Regions from separate parts of the Mus musculus genome. Here region 2 is linked to region 1. A link is a contact called in public HiChIP or PLAC-seq data. All regions are on one chromosome and are shown on one strand. Each heading gives the region's core, a stretch centred on a gene start, on an enhancer-like site or on the middle of the called end of the contact. The rest is flanking DNA. Distances are from core to core; before and after follow the strand shown. Region 1 overlaps Vti1a (vesicle transport through interaction with t-SNAREs 1A). Region 2 overlaps Tcf7l2 (transcription factor 7 like 2, T cell specific, HMG box).

Region 1 (4,324 bases), core at 1,616-4,115:
AATACATGTTGGGTGGGGAGACAGTTTGACGGGTGAGGGAGTAAATAGAAGGAATAAACTTGTGTCGTGTGAGGCAGGCAGCAGAGCTAGAGCCAAACTCCAAAGCCTGGAAAAGGCATCGGGTCATAGCTGTATCTTCTGATAGAAGCCCACCACTGCCCCAAGGTGCAGAGCTGGGGAGATCTATACATACTCAGTGCATCCAAGAGAGAGGTGAGCAATGAGTTCTCTTCAACCTCACAAAGGTTGCTCTGTGGGAAATCGATCACACACACACACACACACACACACACACACACACACACACGCTTGTAACTCCCAAAAGCTTGAGTAGGAGCTAGCGACTTGAGATTACCTGACACACATTGGGGCTTACAGTGAGATGCCTCCTTGCTGACAAAACCGCCCCAGCTAGAAAGCAGGTAGGTGTTGGACGAACTCACATGGATGCTTTCAGAGGGAGGCAGGCACCAAGCGTACCGTGGCTCCAGATGACATCATGCTCCCTTTTCGTCCCCACACTCTGAGTCTGCAGTGATGAAGCAGGCAGAACACTCACTAAATACTTGGAGATTCCCATGAGATTCGTTACCGTTCAGAAGATGGTGAAGATGACACGTGTCCTAGCACAATAACCAGGCTAAACTTTTAAAGGCCTTTTTTGTGTGCAGACTGTTCCCTGGGAAGCCTTAGATAGGGTCTGTAGTATTTTAGGTACCCTGTGGGGAAGGGGCCTGTGTTTCCAGGGGGTGGCAGAGATGGCACTGAAGGTCTCAATCCAGCCCTGTGATCTGAAGGCAAGGCCTCTGTGAGGCAATGAAGCACTTCCTCAGAAATAGAACAAGCGCACCCCATGCGCGAGGAGGCCGCTGTCGGGTCAGGTCACTGAGGCCTGCAGTGATCTTGGCAAATTGTAGCTGGCTGAGGCCACCTTCCCTTTCAGGACACACTTCTGGAGATCAAAAATATATTTCTAAGTGGATAATCTGCCATGGCTGCGTGACTTTCCTCGTAATACCTTCTGCTTTTTCTGTCACGGGTGGTTTGCTACCCGAGCCATAGACTTTGTGTCTTCCAGTGGGTTTGGGTGAGAAACCGGAGCTCGAGTGGAGATCTGACCATGTAGACAGCTCCTAACATGGCAGTGCATGTCCAGCAAGTTCGTGCAGGTCCAGGAGTCGTGTTTTCTCTGGCTAATGACACCTTATTGTTACTGCACCTAATCCAGTTCTTATCCTTGTCAGCCTGAGAATGGAGAGTGAAATGGGAGTCTGTTCGTCTCCTGGGTTCTTGTTAGACAGGATTATAGTCTTTCTGACAAAGAACAGGCCAAGTGTGGGACTCTGCTGACTATCTGAGCCGGGATCGTGCCCTCGCTCGGGGTGGAGCCCACTCCTTTCACCAGACCTCATGCAAAACCGCCATTCTTGCCTCAGTACCTCCCCACTCTCCTCCATACCCCATTTGCCAGTCTGTGTTCTAGAACGTTCCATGCTGACTTGGCTGCCCTCCAAAACTGTGAGCCTGGAGGACAGGGGGTTGTTTCTTCTTTCCTTTTTATCTTCAGGTCTGAGAACAGTGCTTGGCGCAGGATGGAATGCCCAAGGAATTGCAAAATTGCCAGGGCAGGTAGTGCAGACCCACAACCCTGAGACTCAGCAGATAGAGGCAGGAGAGTCAGGAGCCATCCTCCAGACACAGTGAATTGAAGCTAGCCTGAGCTACATGAAACCCTGCCTCAAAAGCAAAGGGAAGACTAAGGGAGAGGAGAGACATAAGTACACACTCGCATGCACGCAGTAGGGTGGAGAGACATAAGTGCACACTCGCGTGCACGCAGTAGGGTGGAGAAAGCAAGAACAGAGCTGAGGGGAAGCAGACCGTTTCTCCCTTCTGTGTGCAGAGACAGCTTCCTCCTCACACTACCACCCCGGGTCTTAATGGTTATTTTCCTACAAGACTGTTGCATTTACAGTATGACAGAACTCTGTTTGCCTTGGACTGAGCGCAGGCCTGCCTTACGTTCCCAGCAAGGCTGGAAAGACAGTTTTGTGCTGTGGCAGCGAGCCAGCAAGGACAGCCTGGGGAACCCCAGGACATGCTGTGTTATCTGGACCTCGAATTTTCCAGAATTCAGCCGTGGCCCATTTGAACGAGCCATTCCAAGGCCTGAGCTGGCCTGGAGCAGGTCCCAGATGCCCTGCCATGCGTGTGGCCCTCGGGGTCGGCAGTGACTGTGCTGCCAGCTAGACAAGGCTGGTGAAATGTCATGTCGCTGGGCCCTGGTTACCTTTCCTGACACCTCACCCTCCCGTGGTGACTGCTCCAACACAGACCGCCTGTCACCTTGTCCCGCTTTTCTAGGAACTCAGCAGTCACACGTGCAGAGAACCTGTCCTCAGCCCCTTTTTCTCGGGACAAGCTCAGCTTCACTTCCTCTGGCCTTATCAAACTCTTTGTTTCCAAAATTGTTAAGCAGCCATGGGGGAAGGAGGAATTTTCACTCTGCTTTTCCGTCCCTCCACCTTCCGAGCTGAAGCCAAGAGAGAAAAGGTGGCCGGCTATCTTCCCACTGGCCTCGGCGCTCCAGCCCTTCAGGCATACGAGGCTCTTGAATTTTGTCATCTGTGGTTCAGACTTTTGGCTACACCATCTCTGCTTCAAGCTCAGCTTAAGGAAACATATGGCCCTAGATTCTTCAATGCCACAGAGAGGGCTCCCTCGCTACGAGGCTTAGCAGATGAAATGCGGTTTTCCGAGCCTCTTTTCATTGACCGTCAAAATAACAAGCAGAGTCTTCTGCCTCAACAGAGACACTCTTCTCGCTCAGTTACTCGGGGAATAATGTGCCATTGTCTCTGCTGTGGGCTTTTGTTTTATTTGTAAATTGTGCGTGCTGCATGCTATGGAATACCGAGAAACCACACACCCTGGCTTGTTAGTTGACACACAGAATGTGTGATTACAGATTGTCTGAACAACAGTAGACCATTGAACCGCCATCCAGATGTGTGTGGAGTTAACTGTGGGGATGTCCACAGAGAGGGGTTGTCTTTCTCGTCGGAGGGTCAGTCCCCCAGAGAATGGAGACAGGAACACAGAAGCTACTTGGCACAGGACTTCCAAATGGCTCCTCAGAAGGAAAATTAATCCTTGTTTAAGTTTTTTTTTTTTTTTAATTAAGACCAAGTTTGTTCTCCTTAAAGTCAGTCATACAGAGAAAATACTAAACAGTGACAAACTTATACAGCTTTCAGGCTCCATTTTTTTTTTTTAAATATCTAGAAATTCAGAAGACTGTGCATTCAAGATAAGACTCCAGTGACCCCAGGCTTGGTAAGGACTTACTAGCAACTTCCTAGAACCCTCTCAGTGACTGGTGAGCAGAACGAACATGGAGGAGACAGCTCAGTGGGTAAAGGGCTTGCTGAGCAATCGTGAGGACCTGAGTTTGAACCCCGTGTACCCACGTAAAATCTGATCTTACAGCTCACGTCTGCAGTCTCAGAACCCACCCCTGTGACACATGGGAGACGGGACAAGACAGTCCCCCCCAAAGCTGCAGAGCCAGCTAGCCTGTAGTGTGAGCACTGAACAAGAGGAAGCCTGGTCTCAAACAAACTGGAAGGCGAGGGTGGACACCCAGAGTTTCCCTCTCACCCTACACCCACCCAGGACACACAGAGATAGAAAAGAATGCCAATCGCAATCATCGCTTGGGGAAATGAATACAAAACCGGGAATTGCTACAGAACCCAGTGTTCTCATGCCTGGCATCTGTATCTAAGACAAAGAAAAATATTTGTCCCCACAAACAAAAAACAAAAAACAACAACAACAACAACAAAATGTGTATATGAATAGTCATAGCATCAGTATGCATAATACAGAAAATGTCCATCAGCTGTTGAATAGACAGATGTGGCAAGTTACATATCTGTAACAAAGAATGGAGAGCTGATCCAGGACGAATGGACCTTGGAAATGTTCTTGATGAAATAAGACAGACACCAAAGTCCCCGTGCTGCATGAACCATCCATCAGAAATACCTACAACAGGCAGATCTACAGAGCAGAGCAGCTTACTGGCTACCTGCCGCGGAACGCTTCAGAACTGAAGGTAGACACGTGCTCTTCACCGTGGCGTTACTGGGAACCAAACCTGAGCCACACACATGGGCAACGACACCCCAGCCCTTGGGATTTCTATCTGCAGTGATGAAAATGTTCTAAGCTAGGCTGTGGCGCTGCTTGTAAAACTGAGCAAATGCACTAGGGCCTTTTGAATTTTAAGCCGTAAGTGGATGAAGGGTTGCATGGTTGA
Region 2 (4,737 bases), core at 358-2,857, 220 kb after region 1:
TGGAACGCTTTTCTTCATCTGTGAAATGGCAGGGTGATATCTGTCTTCGAGGAGGTGGGCAGAGAATCCCCTGGGATGCCAGCCTCGGTGGTCCAGTGTTTAGGGAGAGAACAAGTGATTGAAGGAACTATTGGTTGTATTTAGCTTCGAATGAGGCCAGGGACAGCATCCAGGTGGCAGCCCTTTAGTGCCTGTTGTGGGTTGGAAGAGTTGGCCACCAAGGAAATCTGTGTGGTGGGGGAGTAAGGACAGGCTTCCTTGTTGTTCCTCGGGGCTGCTGGGTCCAGGCCACTTAGTTTAGTGGTTTTCAAGCATAGGGGGTTTGGTCCTGAGGGGCATTTGGCAGAATTTGATGATGTTCTGTTTGTCAGTCTTGGGGACATGTGGTTGGCAGAGGTTGGGGGTACTGTTGATACCTACCTCCCATGACACCGAATAAGGGGAGCGTACAGGCTCCAGCAAGCTGTTGAATACCTCTTAGAATTTACAGGAAAAAGATTTCATTTGCTTTATTTAGCAGTTCTATGAGATTGTCTTAGAAAAATACAACGCAAGGGTCTAGGAAAATGGTTTAGTAATAACGAGCGCATTGCAAGCATGAATAGCAGAGCTAAGATCCCCAGCACCCGTGTTAAACAACAAAAGCTAGGCACCACAGCCTGCATCTGCACTCTCAGAGCTGGGGCTTGGATGGAGGGCGGGGCATGGATGGAGGGCGTGGCTCGGGCAGAAGGCGTGGCTCGGGTGGGGGCGTGGTCCGGGCAGAAGGCGTGGCTTTGGTGGGGGCGTGGCTCGGGTGGGGTGTGGCTTGGGTGGAGGGTGTGGCTTGGGTGAAGGATGGGTCTTTGGGTGGAGGGACTATAGATAGAGAAGGTTCCCTGGAGTTTGGAGCTCACTGGCCAGTCAGCCTCACCTAAGTTTTGAGCTCTAGGTTCAGGGAAGTAATCCTGTCTCAAAATAATGGGAGACGCTATTGAAGCAGAAGATATCCTTCGACCTCTGGCTTACCACATACATCTGTGTTGGTAATCATAACTGCACGTACGTGTGCACATAGCCACATGGCCACAGAGAAAAATGTAAGCAAGCGCTCGCGCGCGCGCACACACACATTAAAAAAAAAAATCACGTACTTCCTCCACTTATTTGAAGGGTGAGTGGAGGAGAAGAAATGGGGGTTCCTTACACTTTCAGGTGGTTGTGATGATTTTTAACAATTTGATATGTCTGTTTTGCTAATTTCCAATCTCATCCTGAGCCTGTATTCATTCTCTCTCTCTCTCTCCCTCCCCTCCCCCTCCCCCTCCCCTCCCCCTTCCCCTCCCCTCCCTCTCCCCTCCCCCTCCCCTCCCCCTCCCCCTCCTCTCCCCTTCCCTCCCCTCCCCCCTCCCCTCCCCCCTCCCCTCCCCCCTCCCCCTCCCCCTCCTCCCCTCCCCCTCCCCCTCCCTGTATAAACTAGAAGTGTGTATTTCTTATGAACATTCATTCTTGGACTCTTGCTGCATTGGAGACTTATGTAATGCGACGCAGAGGCAGGCCTGATTATGTATGGGCAAAGTACTTGTGAACAATGTCTCCATTGTATAACACACAAAACAAGCCTTTCTTCCACAATGGATGAGCCAGCCGGCCTTATCCAATAAGGGCCTGTCTCTGTCCACCCCCCTTCTTCCCTCCCACCTTTGAGCAAACATTATTTGTTGTGGCCAGTGTGTGATCAGGTCTTGATTTGGGCTTTCTTTTGATGTCCTTTTCGTTAGGATCTCACCTCCCTGCCCCTGGAGATCCCTTGGCTGCCAGGACATTTGTTTCTTGCCACTCATATGGTGCCAGTTGTGACTGTTTGGTGAGGCTCTCTCCCCTGGGCCTCAGCCACCCTGGGGACGCTCCTCTATGATCGCACTTGAGTCGCTTTGGGGCTCAGGAATAATGATTGTTCCTATCTCTCTGTCTCTATTCCTAATCTGGTCCCCTTCCTCAACCAGAACCATTTGTTTGTTTGTTGTTAGTCTTGTTTCTTGCAACTTACCAAATGCTTCATGAATAAGCGGAGAGGGGAAAGAGGCTTGTCTGTCAAGATAGCCTCCTTTGTTTGGGCTGCTGAGCTCAGCAGTAGTCTCTGCTGCCTCTGAGGTCAAGAGCTGGGATTCTCATCAAACAAGTGGGAAACCCAGGGCTTCCTTCCGGTAGGGAGTTTGCTCCAGGTCCCCTGGGTAGCAAGTGTCAGCACCAGGATCGGAAGTCCCAATCTGTTGGACACAGTAGACTCACCAGGGTGACTGCACCTTCCGAGATTAGATGGCTCTGCATTTGGTCCGGAGAAGCTGTAGACTTAAGTGCCATGGGTAACAGGACCCATGGACCAGCTCCTGAGCAAAGAGACTATCTATCTACCTTGCAAAGTTGGAAAGATCAAGCCACAGCTTTGATACTGTTGGGAGTTTCCAGGCTGGAAACTTAAAGTATTGTGTGGAAAGGGGAAGCAGATTGCCCAAGACCTGCCAGACCTGTGCTGTGCTGTTCATGGGTGACAGGGTTTCCCGCCATTTATTGATGCGACCTTGCTTGGACTTCTGCTCAGAGATTGGGAGACTGTAAATGAGTAGGAGGGCTCTGCTGGGGTGCCTTGGTTCAGGAGGTGGGAACCAAGGAGTTCTGGAAGGATGGAAGGGTCGCTGTAGACACCAGGTGAGCACTTACTTGTCTTCTTGTGTGTGTTCCTGCATGCATGTGTGGCTGCGTATGTGCGTACACTGAGGACTAAGCCTGCCAGGCGTTACTCTACATCCCCTATAATACACACCCGAGAAAGTTCAGTTTACAGAGTAGGTATAGCAACAGATCAAGAACAGCAATCGTATAACAGAATCATTATAATAAAAGTTTTTTGGAATTTCCCATTTAATATTTTCAGAACATGGCCAGTTGTGGGTCACTGAAACTTCAGAAAGTGAAAAAACACAGACAAGGGGACACAGGTGTCTATTTTGCAGCAGCTGTCTGTGATGGACTGTTGGTGGGTGTGGGAGCTAGGGTGCATGCTCTCTGCTTCTCCTTTCTCTGCAGAATGTGCAGTCGAGGACAGCAGTGCTTTAAGGCTCTGGGTCTCTATTCAGACCAAGAGGTTAATAGGGTCACCAACCAGAGATAGCAGCTGGCTGCAATGGAAGAATTCTCCTTTCAGAAGCTCCGCTCTTACAGCAAGCTTCTCTGTCTAGAGCTGGGATGGCTTGCCTCCTCTCCCTGCTGTGATTTACCACAGGTCTGAAGACAATAGACACGAAGCTTCCCACACTGTTTGGAGTGCAGTGTCTGGAGTAGGCCTTTGCATAGTGCTCTTTAAGCCTGCTTCCTGGTCTTGGGAGTTGTCCTCTGTGTAAAACTTAAGATATTATGAGGGAGGAGGTATTCAAGGGAAGTGGGGGCTGGGGGCGGGGTGTCTTAGATTCTCTAGATGTACTTCCTGATAGCTGGAAGTTGTTGGGTCAGCCATGGATGTATGGGTGGGTAGATGGATGGATGACTGGGTAGGTGGGTGGATGGGTGGATGGATGAGTGGGTAGGTGGGTGGATGGATGGATGAGTGGGTAGGTGGGTGGATGGGTGGATGGATGAGTGGGTAGGTGGATGATGGGTGGAAGGAGAGATGAATGGAGAGGTGGGGGGATGGGTGAGTGGGTGAGGATCTTATTGTTTACACCGGTGTTGTTCATAGCCTGGCTCTGCTGTTTAATGTGCTTGTGGTGCATCCTGAAGTTGCCAGGGGTGGGGCACTTCCTCCATCCCAGCGGTTGTGTGCTGTGGTGTGAGCTATAATGTTGTTTGGGGCGAAAGGTTGGTTCTTAGGATGGGCAGGGGGTGAGTCTGCCACTACCCCCAACCATAAGGAAACTGTAGGTATAAATTCTCACAGTGGATGACAGCTTAGACTGACTGGCTGTTACTTCCTTCTCCTGAGTTCATCGTGGGCATGGCTTGCTAGGCTCCCTCTGGGCATTGGAAACCTTTTTACTCCCAAGAAACCTTCTAGCAGAGTTCGTTCTCTGTCTGTCTGTCTGTCTGTCTGTCTGTCTCTCTCTGTGCTGTTCTTCCTTCCTGGGGTTGTGCAAAAGTTTCACATGGGATTGCTGTGTCCTAGGAGTGAGGCTTGACCTAGAGTTCCTGTTAGGTCAGGGAAGGCAAAGGAGTCACTCTCTCAGTGTTGGTCCTGTTACCCAGCGATGCCTGGGCAGAGGAAGAGGACAAGGAAAGCTCGAGAGCTGGGAAGGACGTTTGCCTACGGTTGGTAACTCCTCAGTTTAGCTTCTTTCCCTCAATCATCTGGGCCTCATATCATTGACTAAACACAGAACGTATGTTCAAGGCTATCAGAAGGAGGAAAGGCGTCAATGGGATATGGCTGAGCCCTGACAGGAGAGGAGGAAGCAAGCCCTACTGGTGTCCTGGAGGAAGAACCATCTGGTTTTGCAGAGAATGAGCATAAATTTGGCCCTCAGGGTTTGATTCTTTTTAGAGACTTTTACTTTAAGAGATAAAATGGAGCCCAGGCAGAAAGGCAACTTGGGAAACAGCACGTTCGTCGTTCCTGGAGAATTTCTCTAGTTTATCCCTTTGGCTAAATTTCTGCTTCTAAAAGTGGAAAGGGGCCAGATACAAGCTTGTTGGCTCATTCAGTTGAAATCTCGAACTTTGTGTTTCCAGCCCGTTCTCCATGGTGTGAGCAAGTAGGGCCCAGGG

Evidence for each region. HiChIP or PLAC-seq counts read pairs in DNA pulled down with a chosen protein or histone mark.
Region 2: a contact with region 1 is called in an H3K27ac HiChIP or PLAC-seq map of extraembryonic endoderm stem cells. The contact joins two enhancer-like sites. A contact is called at or near these places in 3 of 484 Hi-C or Micro-C datasets (the N1E-115 cell line, bone marrow-derived macrophages and liver), 3 of 115 datasets of contacts at active chromatin or transcription factors (differentiating embryonic stem cells, extraembryonic endoderm stem cells and trophoblast stem cells) and 1 of 9 other capture datasets (embryonic stem cells).

The regions. Positions count from the first base shown.
Region 1 is chr19:55,561,181-55,565,504 of GRCm38.p6, forward strand. All of the region lies in intron 7 of Vti1a (vesicle transport through interaction with t-SNAREs 1A), which reads left to right. Among named protein-coding and RNA genes, the nearest start is that of Gm41871, 140 kb to the right of the region's middle. Within about 2 kb of position 2,866, at least 28 of the 459 cell types and tissues checked have an H3K27ac peak or open chromatin away from gene starts, as enhancers often do. A contact at or near this core is called in extraembryonic endoderm stem cells, where this site is marked.
Region 2 is chr19:55,786,859-55,791,595 of GRCm38.p6, forward strand. All of the region lies in intron 4 of Tcf7l2 (transcription factor 7 like 2, T cell specific, HMG box), which reads left to right. Among named protein-coding and RNA genes, the nearest start is that of Gm31734, 46 kb to the left of the region's middle. Within about 2 kb of position 1,608, at least 72 of the 459 cell types and tissues checked have an H3K27ac peak or open chromatin away from gene starts, as enhancers often do. A contact at or near this core is called in extraembryonic endoderm stem cells, where this site is marked.